Regions from separate parts of the Macaca mulatta genome. Here region 2 is linked to region 1. The links are chromatin contacts, called in public Hi-C maps. All regions are on one chromosome and are shown on one strand. The core of a region is the stretch at or near the end of the contact, and the rest is flanking DNA. Distances in the headings are between cores, read along the strand shown.

Region 1 (7,935 bases), core at 3,795-6,294:
CCACCGTGCCCGGTCTACTGGTGTTTTTCTGATGCTAAGACAAGGGTTATGGGTCTGGGAGGAAGAGCCCAGTGGGGAGGCACCCCCGTCGCATCTGCCCGCGTGACCTCTCAGTGGTGGTGCCAGCCTTGACCTCTGGGCTGAGACAGTGGGTCGGGCTCTGCACTGTGGAGATGCCTTGCCTACTTCCCACACTGTGGTCTCTGGAAGGAAGTCACCATGTGCAACCCACACAGAAGGGGCACGAGCTGGGGCCCCTCCCTGCACCTCTTACTTTATTTAGAGATGAAATTTTGCTCTTGTCGCCCAGGCTGGCGTGCAGTGGCACAATCTCGGCTCACTGCAACCTCCACTTCCCGGGTTCAAGTGATCCTCCTACCTCAGCCTCCCAAGTAGCTGGGATTACAGCTGCCCACCACCACGCCTTTTTGTATTTTTAGCAGAGATGCGGTTTCACCATGTTGGCCAGGCTGGTTTCGAACTCCTGACCCCAGTTGATCCACCTGCCTCAGCCTCCCAAAGTGCTGGGATTACAGGCGTGAGCCACTGCTCCTGGCCGGGCCCCTTCCTTTTAAATGTCAGCCTCTGGAGTGACCATCTGTGTCGCGTTGGGAGCTCTTCAGAATGTCCCATCCAGTTGTTGATGATTCTCTGCACTATTTATGTTGCTTTATGCCTGAACTCCTCCCAACAACGCTCTGCCCTCCACTAAGCAGGGGCTCAGAGAGGCTGTGACACCTGTCCCCAGCAACCAGTCATCTAGCACAGTGGCACCCGGGCCCGCCTATGCCAGATGATGTCCCCTCGGCACTGCCCACCCCCTACTGCCATTGGTGAAGAACCCGGGAGCCCGTCCAGCCCATCCAGGAAGCAAAGAAATGGTGCTCCGGACACCATGCCGACAGCTTCACCCGCCGACCCTAGCCAGGCCCAGCCACTCCCACAGCACCTGGCACGGAGTGGGAAGCAAGCAAGGGCAGGCGGGGAGAGAACAGCCTCCTGGCTCTGCCCCAGACGCCTGTCCAACAGCACTCCAGTGCCTTCCGGTCTCTCCCGCTCTGGAACTTTCTGGTTACTGATTACAAGTGCTTTAATCCAGGAATGAAATGAAGGAAGAGGAGTTCTGATTGGGTGGACCCTTCTCTTGGAGAGAAGGCAAAGCTGCCAGGCAGAGGGTGGGAGGGAGAGGAAGAGGAGAGAGGAAGCTCCCTTGACAGGCATAAAATGTCCCCATGATTGCGCACAAGTGGCTACTCTCAGGCCACATTCAGCCGAGGCCGGCTGAGGCTGGTCAGGAAGAGGGAGACGGAAGTGAAAGCGGGTTCAAGTTTTGCTAGGTGGTCACCTCGGAAAGGGCTCCTTCTGCTTAGCAAAACTCCTCAATCCTTCGCCTGGCTTGCCAGGAGAACAGCTTGCTTGAAAAGCAAAGGCTGTCATCCTGTAATTAAATCTGAGACCCCCCCCCATGTGACGTTGAGATGAAGCCACTTACATAACTCAACTAAAAATAAGCTGATGAAGGCTGCACACTTCCACTCTCTGCCTCCAGCCCTCCTCTCCCCAGCGGTCCATCGTGCTGGCTGACCCACGGTCCGCGTCGCCCGCTGTGGCATCAGGTTCTTGTCTGAAGTCACTCCTGCCTCCGGCCCCACTCGGCACCCTGTGTGCATGAGGGCCCATCGCTGGTGCCCTGGCTGCAGACCCCTGGCTCAGAGCTGGGGTGCCGAGGATCCCCCGGCCCGCCCAGGCGAGGGCTGACGCTCACGAGAGGAGACCTGCTGGGTACTGGCTCCGTCTGCCTCCTTCTCAGTGACTCTGGATGAGCTGCTCATTTACAGAAACCTGCTCCCACCCCCACCCCCCAGTCTGGATTTGCGAAACCTACCCCACCCCACCCCCAGTGCGGGAAGAAGGTGACCCTGGTCTGGGTGGGGACAGAGCATCTGGGAGGGGGTGGTGGCTGGCAGTCTCGGCGGCTGGCGACACCTCTTCCGCTCTTCCTTCCTGGGAGGAGGCGGGCAGGGCGAAGCCTCCCCGCTCAGTCCATGGGATGAGTTCGGGACGTCTCGTAGAGGCGTGGGTGAGATCCCAGGTCTGGGCCACAGTTTCTAGCCACGCTCCCCAACCTTCAGGCAAGCAGTCAGGTTCCACAGCTACCCCACCACACTCTCAGAGTCGAGGGGAACAGGAAGAGGCGGTGGTCTGTGAACACCTCCAAAATAAAATGCGTCGGGACAAGAGTGCCCTCCTAACTCCACCTGGAGCTGGCGTCAGGGCGATCTCTGGATGCCCAGCCCATAAGCCTGGCCTGTCTCTTCCTGGAACCTTTGTTACTCAACCCCCCAGCCCCCTACACCCTTTAGAAAGGCTTCCGCATCAGTGCAAAAGGCCTCACAGGACGCTGGTGAAGGCAAGCACGGAGTGCCCGGGGAACATCCTCGGTGGAGACCTTCCTGGAGACCACTGGTGCAGGGCAGATGCCAGGCGGGCACCGAGTTCCTTGCCCTTATTCTCCATTCCTACGTATGAGGACCTCACCACGTCCTGCTCTGCGCCTGTCATCAGCTGCGGTGCGTCTTCTCAGGCGCTGAGCTGGTCACCTCCATGTATGGCAGGTGTTCTGATAACCCTCTTCTCAGGGAAGGCCTCCGGCCCGCATTCAGCCGCTTGCCCAGCTGCCAGGTGGAGGGAGCAGGCCCAGGCACTGAGACTGCTGAGCCACTGGCCACCTGGAAAGCAGGCTGGGCTCTGAGTCGGTCACCGAATGTGAACGTGACTATCCCCTTGGACAGGAGTAGCGCGATGATGAGCAGGCCTGCCCAGGAAGTAACGCTGGGAGCTTCTAGAAGTTGGAGCGGGACCCAGGACCGTGGGAGCTTTTCCGGAGGGGCCTACCTCTGCTGTGTTGCAGCTGATAGGAGCAGCAGGGCCTGGAGAAGAACTGTCCCCAGGCTGACTCCCCTCTTGGAGTGAGGAGACCTCCCGTGTTTGCCTGCCAGCCTCCATCTGTCATCTTGGTTCCAGCCATTCAACTTTCCTCCAGGCAAGCAGGGCTGCTCTACCCCCACCTGCTCCGTGTTGGCCCCAGACCCAGTTCAGGCCAGTGGACGTCAGTTCTAGGGCTGCGTGTGAGGTCGGTGGGTGCAGAGAGCACAGCAGGAAGCTGGCCTAGACAGAAGGGGGTCAGGGTCAGTGGAGATGCTCTTACCTTCAGGTAAATTTGTTAGGGCCAGTTTGAGCGAGCTTTCTGTCATTTGCCACCAAAAGAATCCTAGAAAATAAATATACAGGGATCTTCCCCCAAACACTGGAGACAATAAAGAAAAAGGAAGCAGCCAGGGCCAGAGCTGGAAGGAAATTCAGCTGGAGGAGAGGAGGCGCGGGGCTGTGGTGGGAGGGAGGCAACGCTTCCTGAATCTTACTTCCCTGGTCTTTCCATCCGCATGAGCCCGTGCACTAGCCCCTGCCGATGTCTGGGGGTCTGCCGGCCAGCCAACATAGCTGGGTCTCCCCCAGGGGCCTGACTCGTTGAAGGAATGAATGAGTGACTGATTTTCCAGGGATGGGAGGCTGGGAGAGTGTGAGGTTTCATTAAAGGGAAGCGCTCAGATCTGGTGTTTTACATGTAAAGCAAATAATTCCTCTACGTTAGCCTAATTTATGTAAATATTTCTCCAAAGGAATTGTACTGGGAGACCTACGTGCTAACTCGGCCAGCTTCCCCCGCAGAATCTCCCCTTGGGACGAACCTTAAGCAGGACCCTTCCTAAAAACTGGAGGCGGCTCCGACTCCCCTATTCCTCCTACGAGGTTCCGCCACCCCCCAGGGTTTTCCACCTCCAGAGAGTCCTCCGGGGCCCCCGTTTCCTACTGCCCTCGACCCTGCCTTCCCCAGAGACCCCTTCCCCCAAGTAAACTGCCTCCAACGAGAATCTTCTGCCAGCACGAGGGTCCTCCCCTTCCCTAAGGGTCGCCCTGTCCCGAGGACTTCCAATGGGAAACTCCCTTATCCCCTCTCCAGATCCTCCTTCCCACGGCCCTCCCCTAAGATCCTCTTCCCCAACCCTCCTCCCCTAGAGTCCTCCCCTCTCCAGAATCCCAGGCCCAAGTCCCCAAGCGCTGTCTGCCTGTCTAGGGTCCTCCCCAGAGTTCACCTTCTGCAGGATCCTCCCTCCAACTCCTCTCCTCATGATGCTCCCCCGAAATCCTGCTTCTCCAAGTCGTCCTCCACTCCAGGGCCGAGCTCTCTCCAGGGTCCTCCTGCAGCACCCCCCTCCCCTAGGGTTCTCCTCTCTGCCCCGAAAGGCCGGCCGGGGGGTCGCCGCCCGCCCGGCGGGCTTACCGGCGAAGCGGTGGGGTCGGGGCCTCTCCCACCTGTAAACCCGGCCCGCGGCGTCCTGCGTCCGAGCCGCTCGGGTCCCCTCCCCGCAGCGCCAGGCCGTGACCCGGCGGGCCAGCCGCCCGCCCCGAAGTGCCACTTCGCGAAGTGCCGCCTCCACGCGCGCTCGCCGCCGGCGCCCCCCGCTCTCCTCCCCGCACCTTCTGCTCCTTCTTCCTGCGCCACCCCGCCCCCGCTTCCCCGCCCCCAGCCCGGCTGTTGCCGGGCCCCCCTCAGGCTGCTCCCTGGGCCCCAGCGCGCGCCGCACCTCCCCCTTCTCCCCCAGGATCGACGCCGCCACCGACCAATCGCTGCCTGGAGTCGGCCACCAGGCCCCGCCTGCGATCCCGCCCCCCTCCCCCGTCTCCGGAACCCACCAATGGAAAGGGCGGTGCGGGGGCGGGGCCTGGTGGTTGCCTAGCAGCGGCAGCGCTGGGCGGGGGCGGGTAGTCGGGGGCGGTGATGCGGGAGCGACGGGGGCGGGACGCAGGGGCGGGGACTGCCGCAGGGCGGGGCCTCAGGCGGCTATAAAAGTGGCCGCCGCCGGACAACGGGCTCTGTGGTTCGGGTAAGCTTTCCTCTTCGTGTTGCTGCTTCTGCTGCTGCTGCCGCCGCCGCCGCTCGCGCCCCCGCTCCGGTCTGTGGTGCCGCCGGGACCCAGGACCATGTCGCTGACTCGCTCAGAGGAGATGCACCGGCTCACGGAAAATGTCTACAAGGTGAGCCCCGCCGGCGCCAAGCTGAGCCTACTCCGGGTGCGCCCGGGTCCCGCGCCGCCCGCGCGCCCAAGCCCGACCGACCAGGGCGGCCCTGGGGCCGCGCGCGGGGCCAGGAGGCTAGGACTTCGGGGGTCTTCCCGGCGCAGCCACCCAGGCCCCGGGCTGCGGGGGTGGTGAGCCCGGCGCCGGCAGCTCACGGGTGGTCGCCCCCTCCCGGCCGCCCCCACCCCATGCCCGCCGCGGCCTGGCCCGTCCCCAGGCCCAGGGAGCACTCCCCGCCCCGACGGCCCTTCTCGGCCCCGCGCTCCTCTCCGCGCGCCTGACTTGGCGTCGGCAGGAACGGAGCCGCGCTCCGGGCCCCGGGAGCCCTCGGACCTGTCCGGGTCGTAGCACACCCGGGCGGGGCCGGGGCGGCGGGGGCGGCGGGGGCGGCGGGCCCAGGGGCTGCGGCGCCGGGACGGCGTGGGGGCTGCCTGAAGGCCGCGGCTGGCGCGCTGGCACCGTGGGGCTTTTCCAGGCGCGGTTGCGCGAGCCTCGGGCACTTCCTTCTCAACAGGCTTTCCCTTTCCACAACTCCTGCCCGGCGCCGATGCTGGGGTCTAAGGTGGGAGGTCGAAGCGCGGGCAGGCTGGATGGGTGGACGGATAATTCATCATCTTATGTAACCGCGGAGAGAGAAGACTAATTGTGTAGGAGGCTGACGTGCCTACCTTTGCTTCAGATGTGTTAAGAGTGGCGTCCACGTTCTCGTCTGTGAAATGACAGGTTCACATTCGAGGGGCGCAGAGCATCGCTGGAAGCCTCCGCTGCCGCCCCCTCCCCGGTCGTTTCTGTGGCTGGGATAGACAAACAGGGCCTTGATTTCCTCTTTCTTCAGCATCCATTCTCGGTCCGGACCCCCACGCCTGAGCCCAGCAGCTCCCGAGGGGCAGTTTCTCAGAGGAGAAACCCCTGCCCTGGGTGGCCCTGGGTCCTAGGCGATCTCTTACAACAAAGATGTGCTTTGTTCCAAAACTGTCTGAAGGTTCAGTGACAGGCTGGGCTTTGAGTGGAGTGGGTATTTACCCGGCAGTTGCTGGTTCATGCCTCCTAACCGGATTGCGCCCTGCCCGGCAGAGTAACAGTTTCTGATTGTGTTAGGCAGCCAAGGCGTGCCTGGCCGGGGGGCCTGCAAAGCGCTCTTAGCCCTCAGGCTTCGGAGAGCCAGATGGAGGCTTCTGGGGTGGCCCCTCTGGTTCCAGCTGGAGTGCAGGGGGCAGATTGCATTTGAATACAGCTTTCAATAAAGCTTGTGAAGTTGGGGCCACGTCCGTCTGGAAGGATTCTGAAGGCGGGTGCCGTCGACTAGATGAGTCCTAAAGCCATGTCGGAGCCCCTGGTACACAGGATTCAGGGTGACCTGAGGAGTCGGCTTGGGAAAGGCACAGGCCCTGCGGTTAGGTTTGGTTTCACAGAGTCTGTGGCATACGGTTCTGGTCTTGTTGCTCTGTGGAAGCACACGCCGTCAAGGGAGGGAGGTTTATTAAATTATTAGTCATTAGTTCCATTACGACTTGTTCGTGATTGCAGAGGGTGGAAGAGAAGTACCACGGCGGAATCTTTTTCCTATTTTCTCTGCTTCTGCACTGAAACCAGAAAGCAGGAACTTTCGTGGTGAGACTTGTGGCGGGGTGGGGGGTACGTGGAGTGGTTTTGCTCTGGGGGACCGACCCCGTGATCGTCCTTAATAAAACTCTCCTAACTGGTAGTCGGCCTTCACCTAGATGGAGCTGTAATTTATCTGCGGGTCTGAGTGAAATCTGTTGGCAGGAGGGTGGCAGGAAAACTCTTTAAGACTGAGTGTTTGGGGACTTTGAGCCCCTGTGGACGCAGACTAGCAGGTCCGGAGCACGTGAAACACACAGGTTCTGCCTTTCGTCTTCCACGGGTGGGTTAATTGGTGATTTTCTCAAGTGAAGATGTGGCGGTTGATGATTTGATTTGGCAGGGCTGGGCGCGGTAGGCTCGAGGTGTCTGAAGGGCCGATCCACTTTGGAAAGGCTCTGCCCTGGCGACAGGCTTGCACGGCTGCTGCACGCGGGCGGGGCTGGTTTTGTAGATAGGTGGCTCCGGCTGCCACTCTGGGTGCCTGACTGCTGAGTCTTTGAGTCCTGGTGCTGTTACCTTTTTGTGCTTTGTCACTGGGGATCTCAAGGTGCCTTGGTAGTGCCGGTACTGGTTGGGCAGCCTTGGCAGTGTCGGCCAGGCAGAAACTCAGCCCACATGGAGACACAGTAGGAGACCGCTGAAGCCACCGGTGTGCACGCCTGGGCCGGTCCAGCCGGTCCAGGCAGTGCTAAGCTCCGTCGTCTCCTGGGACGGGGCTGCCTCTGGCGTCCCTTCCCGGGGCCGCTCCTGTGCCTGGGTTGGCGGCTTGCAGAGCCCTGGCAGTGCCTCTTGGAATGGCTGGGCTGTGGCCTGCTCAGTGTCACCCGTGATGCGGCTCAGCTGTTTGGTTTGGCCCTTGCATCGCCTCAACTGCAGTTCTGAGTGGTGTTTGCCTTGGCAAAGGAGGACGCTTGTCCTTGGCCTTGCTGATTAAAAATGTGAGAATAAAAAGTGCAGTTTTGATTTTCTTCCCTGTAAGAATCTGTAACGCAGACTTTGACCTCTTTTCTGGTGGCTCCATTCCCTTGGGAACTGTGTCCTCGGGGAATTTCATGGAAAATGACGGGGAGGGGAGCAGAACGCTTGCCAGTGTTTGCAGAGAACACAATCTCAGAGCTTCTGGGGGCAGCACCTGGGCTGGGCCCTGCAGGGGTTGGGAGGGCGAGACGAGGAAGACCCCTTAGGAGCCCG
Region 2 (7,935 bases), core at 2,893-5,392, 57 kb after region 1:
ATCCTGGGGTGAGTCCTGGGGTGAGTGCCGGGCTGCCTGGCTGGGATGTGCTGCCGGCCCCCCTGGGGTGTCTACTTTAGGGTGTAGCTGCTGGGGGCCCAGCCATTGCACGTCCTCTCCACTTCTGTAGAGCTGGGGAGCTGGGCTGGCTGGCCCCACCCACTTGTGCAGCCCTGCCCCTCCAGTGCCCTCCACCCTGCCCTCACTTGTGTGGACCCACCACTTGGAGCAGGAGGCCCTGCCCCTCCAGTGAGCCCTACCCCCCTTATGTGGCCCCACCCCCAAACACAGGCCTCCTAGCTGGGCCTCACTCCTGGCCTGCCTGTCAAGAGCTACTGTCCTGGGGCCTAGAATGTCAGCAAGGTCCTGGCGGTCACAGGGAAAGGGCCTGTTGGAGGCACTCTTGGGGGAGAAGCAGAGGTCCCTTCACTACTGGCCTCTCCATTCCTAAAGCGGTTGGTTGCTTTCCAGCTGTTCTGCAGACCAGCCCAGTAGCTGCACCCCACGCTGGGGGCAGCCCAGGGGTGTCTACCCAGAGAGTACGGCTCATGGTGCTGCCCTGGAGATCCTGCCTTGGTCCCTGGGCCCACCTGCACCCAGCTCTTCTAGCTGCCTCCAGTGTGTGCCCTGTGGGGTCACTGGCAACCGTAGCAGTTGTCCCCAGTCCTGAAGACCCTGGGAGAGGCAGATGTGCCCACACCACTGGGGTGTGGGGCAGGAGTCTGGCCCATTCGGGCTCCTGGGGCTGCCTTCTTGAGCAGACGGGGGGGCAGCTGGGCTGCTGGAAGTAGAAGTGACGCCGTGTAAGGGTGGCCTGAAGCCAGCGTCCAGCCAGGGGCGTGTGTAGCAGAGCAGAGGCCTCCGCGCGGTTCCCAAGCTGTCCCTGCCATAGAGGCCTTTCCCTTGGAGACTCTAGTGCCCCTGGGGAGGCCCTGCATGTCTGTCACCTGGTAGTCTAGAGCTGGCTGGGGCCTGGCTGGTGGTGCAGCCGAGTGGGCAGTGCGTGCAGGTGGAGGCTGTTTAGGGAGCTCCGAGGGCTGGACGGGTGCCCCCGTCCATGGAGGTCCCCCACCTCAGCTGCCGCTGATGAAGGGGGAGGTGGTGCTGGTGCCTGACTCTGGTCTTTGTGGGTGCAGCATGCTGTGTCGTCGTCAGATGTGGGTTCCCTCAGCGACCCAAGGGCTGGGTGTCTCGAAGTGATTGCTGGGGTCCCCGGTGGGCTCAGAAACCTGTCGCCAGCTGCACCCCACCTGAGCTGCGTGTGCGGAGCGCTGGGCTCCTGGGAGCTGTGAGGCTGCCGGGCAGCAAGGCTGGGCCCGTGGCACGTGTGAGGGGCAGCTTCATGCTCCAGGGTGCCCATGAGGCCGAGGCCGCCGATGCACACTGCCCTCTCCCACTGCCAGGCTCATCATGAGGCAGTGGCCGGGCCTGCCGCATGAGCTGAACCAGGGACACACCACACCAGGCCCTGGGGGCAGAGGTGGGGCTGCAGGGAGGGGCGGGCGGGAGGTCAGCCAGGCCCTGCCCCAGAGAGGCAGGTAGAGTGGGTTTCTCTGTCTGCCTGCCAGGGTGCCCTCGAGTGGGGCTGGGCCGGGGAGCCTCCCGTGTTCAAGAACTGCGTGTAATTGAGATGGTGTTTTGGGATTTCCATGAAAGGAAGTAATTGCAGTTATAGGTCAGGGCACCGGAGTCAGGAAGCATTTGGGACGTTTGTTAACTAGGACAGGAGAGCTTATGTAAGGGGGTATGTACAGCCTGCTGGGCCAGCGGTGCCCTCACTCCCGGGTACTGTGGTCATTGCCACGTTTGCTGGACCAGGTGCTGATAGATGTGCCCATCCGTGTGGAGGGGACGGTCTCCATAGCACATGGGACACGGTGGACACGCTGGGGCAGAGGACACCTTCTCTGTGATTTATCAGTGCGTCTGCGGGGCGGGGTCACAGCTTGGTCCAGCTCCTCCTCCTCAGAACAGAGGGGTGTGGCCATCTCCACAGGGCCCGGAATGGGGCCCAGAGCAGAGCCCAGCCTGTGCCCACCCCTCAGGGGCATGGAGCAGGGCACGGGGGACACATCCACATGCCCCATCCTGCAGCTGGAGCTCAGGGTGGGAGGGGAGTGGCCCACCTACTCCCTGGGCTGGGCTGTGGGCACAAGGACCTGAGTGTGGGGAGGAGAGCCCCCGCCCACTGGATGCAACTTGTCCTTCCTGACCCGTGTGCACTGAGGGTGGGGCAGACCCAAGTAGTGTTGGGGCCTCAAAAGTCAGTGCTTGTGCTGGGAGTGGTGTGGGGCAGGCCAGGCCCCTGCTCAGAATCGCGCTGGGCATGGGCTCGACCCGCTGGCCCTGGGATGACCCTGCTCAGCCAGCTCTGGAGGCTTCCTCAGCAGCCTGAAGCTCCTGCTGCAGAGGAGGGCAGCGCTGCCCTGCCCACTCACCGCCTCCTGGGACTTTTCTGGGCAGAGATGCCCGGGGCTACAAGGAGAGCCAGGGTTTCTGCTGGGTCACCTTCCCCTGTTCCCTTTCTGCGATGATGGGGGAGGAGGCAGGTGAGACAGGTGCAGCCCTCGCTGGCCAGTCGTGAGTGAGGAGGGAGAGATGGCCCCGTGTTCTTGGGGATGCTGCCTTCCAGAGACCATGGGGGCTCCAGAGCACCCGCAGGATCATCCTGAGGGTCCTGGGAAGCGGCACTGGCGCTCTGCTCGCTGTAATGCAGGGGGCCAGTGGGGGGCATTGGTGCCCCCAGGATCCTCCTCCGGTGCCCCGTCTCTGGGTGTGCCAGGCCATAGCCTGGATTGAGGTCTGAGAAAGGGGAGAGATGCGTGCTATTTAAAGGGGTGTATAATTAACACAGCAGAGACAAAGCACCCTCGTTCAGATCTTCAGAGACGATAATAGCAGGGCCAGCGATCGCCAGCGTGGAGTCTGGCGATGTGCAGGGGGGTGAAGCCCGTCCTCGTTTTAGCAAAGCTCTTCAGAGCTAAAGGCTGTTTGTGGCCAGGCCCCCCGTGAGGACAGCCGTGTAGCCGTGTTTCTCTGGAGTAACATCACTGAGGGGCCTTACCAGGAAAAGTGGGCGTGAGGAGCCAGCAGCCATGGAGCCCTCTCAGGGCTTCTACACCCGCAGCTGACGCGGAGACCCTCAGTGTCCCCGGGGCCAGGGCAGCCAGGGGTCGAGCAGTCCGCTTCCCCAAGCCTCAGGGCTGGGCCACTCGGGCATCTTAGCCCCCACTTCTCCTGCATCTTGCCACCCTTTGCTGGGTCTTGGGGACAGCTTGGTCTGTGGTCCTCCAGCCCGTTTGTGTGTCCAGCCCACCCGTGTGGACATCAGCAGCCTGCTCTCTCCTGTGCCCATGGGCATGTGCTCACCAGACTGTCCATCCCAATAGCAAGCTATGGGTCTGTTGGGACCTGTTGTTCCTGGGCACCCTTTGCCAATCTGCTGAAAGCTCTGGGCCTTTTTCCCAGGAAAATGGGGACCCTCAGGGCTCATGGATCCCTGATCCTGTCAAAGAGCTCCCTTCCTGAGGATCTTCCTGTAATGCCTTCCCCGGGGAGTGGAATAACCAGCTTTTCCACCTGCCACCAGGGCCGGAGGGTGCGGCTCACCCTCTGCTCAGCCCAGCCCGGGCCTTGCTCAGAGCACATGTGTTCAACGTGAGATTTGAGGGCCCTCCCGTCTCCTGAACCACCTGCCATGGCTGCCCTCCCTCCTCTGTCTGGGTACTGTGCCTGTCAGCCCGGGAGGCCTGGTCAGCGGGTTTTGAAGCAGCCACTGGCTGCAGCCAGCAGGTGGCCAGTGACCACGTGCTACTTGAGGCAGCTGATTCTCACCCCACACACCACAGCTGACCGGTCTGCTGCCGCATCCTTTCGAGTAAGTGTTGCCCATGGTGACAGCTGAAGGCCAAGAATTACGTTCTCATTCATACGCTACAGGGGACCTGGGGGGCCGCATGCGATTTTTAAGGAACGTGGGAAAGCTGCAGCAGCCGTGGCGGGTGAGGTAAACCAAAGCCGCCTTGGTTTTTTCCGGAACGCCCCTCCCCCACTCTGAGTCACCGCATGCTGTGGAGAGATGAGATGTGTTCTGATCACTTTTGTCTTCTCTGATCACGGGGCCGTTCAGCCCAGGGTGACTAAGTGGGAGCGTTCTGTGGGTCTTAAATGCTTTCAGCTGGGTGTTTCCATAGTGCTGTTGCCATGGCACCCAGCTAAGCACGCAGCTGGTGGCTCAGCGGCGGGCAGGGGCTGAAGGGGGCCGGCCACTGGGACCGCCTGTCCATGGGGCAGGCTCAGGGCCGTTGTAAATGGCCGGCCGCCAGGTTGGAGGTGCAGACCAGGCCGTGCTCTGTCCTCTGCACTTTCCACCCAGCTCGGACGTGCCCCATGCAGGGCATCCCCGTCCAGCAGCAGGTCAGAATTGGTCGGGCCCTGCAGCGCTGACCGCCACCTCCCCTCCTCCCCTCCTCCCCTCCTCCCCTCCTCCCCTCCTCCCCTCCTCCCCTCCTCCCCTCCTCCCCTCTTCTCCTCCCCTCCTCCCCTCCTCCCCTCCTCCCCTCCTCCCCTCCTCCCCTCCCCATCCCCGCACCGGCCCCTTGTGTGGTGAAGCTTCTGCCTGGCCTAGATTTCCAGGATCTGCCCTGCACAGTCGTGGTCTCTATGAGGAGTTAGTGTTCTGGAAAAGGAGGTGAGGAGAGGCGGCTGTCATTCCTAGACAGAGTGGCAGCCGCGTGTCACGCACTAACTCAGGCTCCGCCATGGCCGGATGCTCATATGGGGGCTCTGAGGCAGGAGGTGTCGGCTCCCTCCGTCCCCCGGGGGCTGGCCATCCCTGCTTACAGCTCTGGGAACATCTCTCTTCTCTGTCCCCAGGGTTTGGAGGGGCCCCGCTGGAGCACCATGCAGCCGTACTTTGTCTCTCCCCCAACTTCCCCTGGGTTTCTGTTGAAATCTGTGTGCCACTCCCAGCCATTTACGGGGCTCCTTTGAGTAAGTGGAAGCCTTAAAAATAAAACACCAACTCCCTACCCAGCCAGGGAGGCTGCCAGACCCTGCTAATGAGGCCAGTACCCCTCGCTGTACTCTCCCCCGGGGGACCGAGCACGAGCGTGAGAAAGTACTGTAGCCTAAAAACCCAGAAACCGCCTGTAGGGTGGGCAGCCGTACCGGCTCCAGGGGCCTTGGTTTGGAAGGTGACGTTCTCAGGGTGAGGAGACCCTAGGGGCCCTGCGGCCTAGTTTATGCTGCTGTCCTGGGGTGACCGCTTCAAGCAGCACCTTCACTTCCCCCGAGTCCCGTTTGGACGGCAACCTGCGTGGAGGCCGTGGCTCTGGGCAGACCCCCTGGCCTGCCTTTTCTCAGTGCCTCAGTTTCTTTTGCCAGGCGTCGGATCTCCTGCTGAGCGCTCTCTGGCCCTGAGCTCTCTGCCCACCATGCCCTCTGGGCCAGCCACTGCTAGAAAAGCCCCCAGGGAGGGTACAGAATCCTCATGATGGGGTGTGTTGGGGGTTTCTCCATGGAACCTCACATTCCTGAGGCTGCCCCACTTAAGGGGTTCTGGGCACCGAATAGCTCCTCTGTGCACTCTTGTGCATGAGGTCGGGGTCCAAGGCAGGCATCCCCATCACAGGCCACTCAGAGCCTGGAGGCGCACCCCAGCATCCCTGGCAGCTCCCTGGGGGAGGAGTGGGCAGGACCCTGCAGGCGGCCTGGGAACAGGCCTGGGTGTTGCTCTGAGTGATGTTGCAGGGGCATGGGCGGGTACTCATCTCCAGGCCCCTCATTGTGCACAAGCCCACCTGTTTCTTGGAGCGAGCCCTGCCCACCCAGTCCCTTTGATCCTGAAGGTCGGGAAAGGAGTCCAGCAGCCAGGCTGGAGCACAGCGGGCTCAGGTGTCCTCCTCCATAGCTGCAGCATGTGGCATCCTGGCCACGGCCACCATGCCCTCCCCAGGCCCCAGGGTACCCCCGAATCAGGCTGTCCCACTCCACCCCTTCCTGGAGAAGGAGTTTCAGAGGTCACTGGAGGTTCCTGGGAGCAAGAGCAGGAAGCCCTGGTGGGTGCGTGTTGCGTAACCAGAGGAAGAGAACTTCGTGCTCCAGCTGCGGAGGTGGAAGAGGAGGAGGAGGAGGAGGAGGAGGAGAAGGAGGAGGAGGAGAAGGAGAAGGAGGAGGAGGAGAAGGAGGTGGAGGAGAAAGAGGAGAAAAAGGAGAAAGTGGCGGGGGAGGCAGCGGCAGCGGCAGTGGGGGTGGCAGCAGAGGCCTCAGCGTGGAGCAGAGCTGGCTGGAAAGTCTGCTTAAGGCTGCCTTGCAGGGCCTCTCGCCTGTGATCAAACTTCTCGTTTCCCAAACGCCATCCCAGGTCCCATTTAGATGACCCTGTGGCCAGGCCCTGCAGCACCTCTGGGGGGTTAGGGCCTGTTGAGGGTAGCAGTAGCAAGCCCACTGTTTGGAGGGGCAGGTGGGGTTTAGTGTGGGAAAGCAAGGTGAGCTGCAAGGGCAGGGGAGCCCTGGGCTCCGTGTTGGGGGATGTGGCTGGGCAGGCTCTAGCCTTGGGGACAGCACGGTCTGCTCATACTGGCCAGCAGGCAGAGCCAGTGCCCGGTGGTAGCGCTGGGACCGACCCACACCCCTCCAGGCTGATTCTCACCCCTGTAGTGGAGGCTTGCGGGGGTAGGCAGCGAGGGAACAGGCTGCTCCGCTCCCCTCCCCGCCACCCACCTGGGCCGGCGCTGCCCACCCATGCTGAGTCAGAGCTGTGGGCGGGGCGGCCGTGAGGCTGAGTCAGGCGGGGGAGGCCGCCCCCTTGCGGAGGCCAAATCTTCTTAGGAGCCGATTCTGAACTGGCCACTCTTTGACGGGTGATCCGGTGGACGGGGGGGTCTGTGTCTTGCTGTGGAGGGTCTGCCTCAGGCCGGTAGGGGCTCAGCCCAGGGCAGGTAGGCACAGGAGGAGAGGCGAGACAGAGGAGAGCTGGAAAGAGCTTTCTGGCAGAGGAGAAGCTGGTTCCCTGCTGAAGCAGCTGGGATCCTGCGGCCACCCGGGAGGGATCTGGGTGTCTCCCTGGGGACAGGGTCTGTGCCTGGTGTGCTGTTCCCTCACCCTCACTGGCCACCCACAGCCTCATCAGCGTTTTGGGGCAGAAAGTTTCCAGCCTACAAAACTGGAGAGAGCCGTTGACATCCAGGGTCGCAGTCGAGCCCTCCCACTGTCGGGCTGGGGTTCTAGAATCGGGAACCTGGGTGCCAGGTGTCAGTTGTGCCACAGGATGTCAGGCACATGATCCGCCAGCCGGGGTCGTGGAGGGGCCGGCGGGGGTTGGGGAGGCACGTTCCTCCCAGAGGGACAGAGGCAGAGTGCCTTGGGGTTTGGGACTGTCAGTTCCACCCACAGTCCTGTTGGCCGGGTGAGTCACACCACAAGCCCTGTACCCACGGGCAGCTTGGGAGGCGCCTCTGCCCGGGATGGGAGCACGGTCCGGGGCCTGGGAGGGAGCAGCCGCCCTCAGCTTCTTCCCCACTTTCTCCCCTAGACTCCCTCTTTCCAGTTTCCTTCTGAGGCTCACAGCGGAGAGGCCTGGGCTCAGTTGCAGCTTCTTGGTCTGGCTTTGCTTACACTACTTCTTTTAAAGAGTTTTTTAAATTGTGATAAAATACATGTGACTAATCCAGTTGACCACGGTAACCATTAAGTGCACAGTTCAGCGGCATTAGTGCATTCACGTGGTTGTGCGATCACCACCACCATCCATCTCCAGAACTTCCCATCTTCCCAAAGTGAAGCTCTGGTACTCTCCGTCCTGGTGTGTTCAGAATTGGTAGCTGAATCTGGAGGCTCTATCAGGTTGAGACTCAGTTTTCCTTTTGGGGAAATCATTTTGGCCGTAGCAGTTTCTGTTGTTTTGGCTGGAACCCTTTCTGGGAGGACTGTGTG

The links. Hi-C and Micro-C count contacts between places; a contact is called where the count stands out from the background.
Region 2: a Hi-C map of cortical neurons shows a contact between it and region 1, with 2.7 times the contacts expected there. The contact joins the enhancer-like site here to the promoter of LOC106994152 in region 1. A contact is called at or near these places in 3 of 14 Hi-C or Micro-C datasets (CD4 T cells, cortical neurons and fetal cortex germinal zone).

Annotation. Positions count from the first base shown.
Region 1 is chr16:90,723,073-90,731,007 of T2T-MMU8v2.0, forward strand. It overlaps LOC106994152, which reads right to left and starts at 5,045. Exons shown (of 5, transcript XM_077971060.1): 1 at 4,928-5,045; 2 at 4,343-4,810. The coding sequence starts at 5,045. BAIAP2 (BAR/IMD domain containing adaptor protein 2) reads left to right here and starts at 4,938. Exons shown (of 17, transcript XM_077973294.1): 1 at 4,938-5,097; 2 at 6,667-6,684; 3 at 6,687-6,767. The coding sequence starts at 5,044.
Region 2 is chr16:90,780,724-90,788,658 of T2T-MMU8v2.0, forward strand. All of the region lies in intron 8 of BAIAP2 (BAR/IMD domain containing adaptor protein 2), which reads left to right. Among named protein-coding and RNA genes, the nearest start is that of MIR338, 31 kb to the right of the region's middle. Within about 2 kb of position 4,143, at least 25 of the 40 cell types and tissues checked have an H3K27ac peak or open chromatin away from gene starts, as enhancers often do. A contact at or near this core is called in CD4 T cells, cortical neurons and fetal cortex germinal zone, where this site is marked.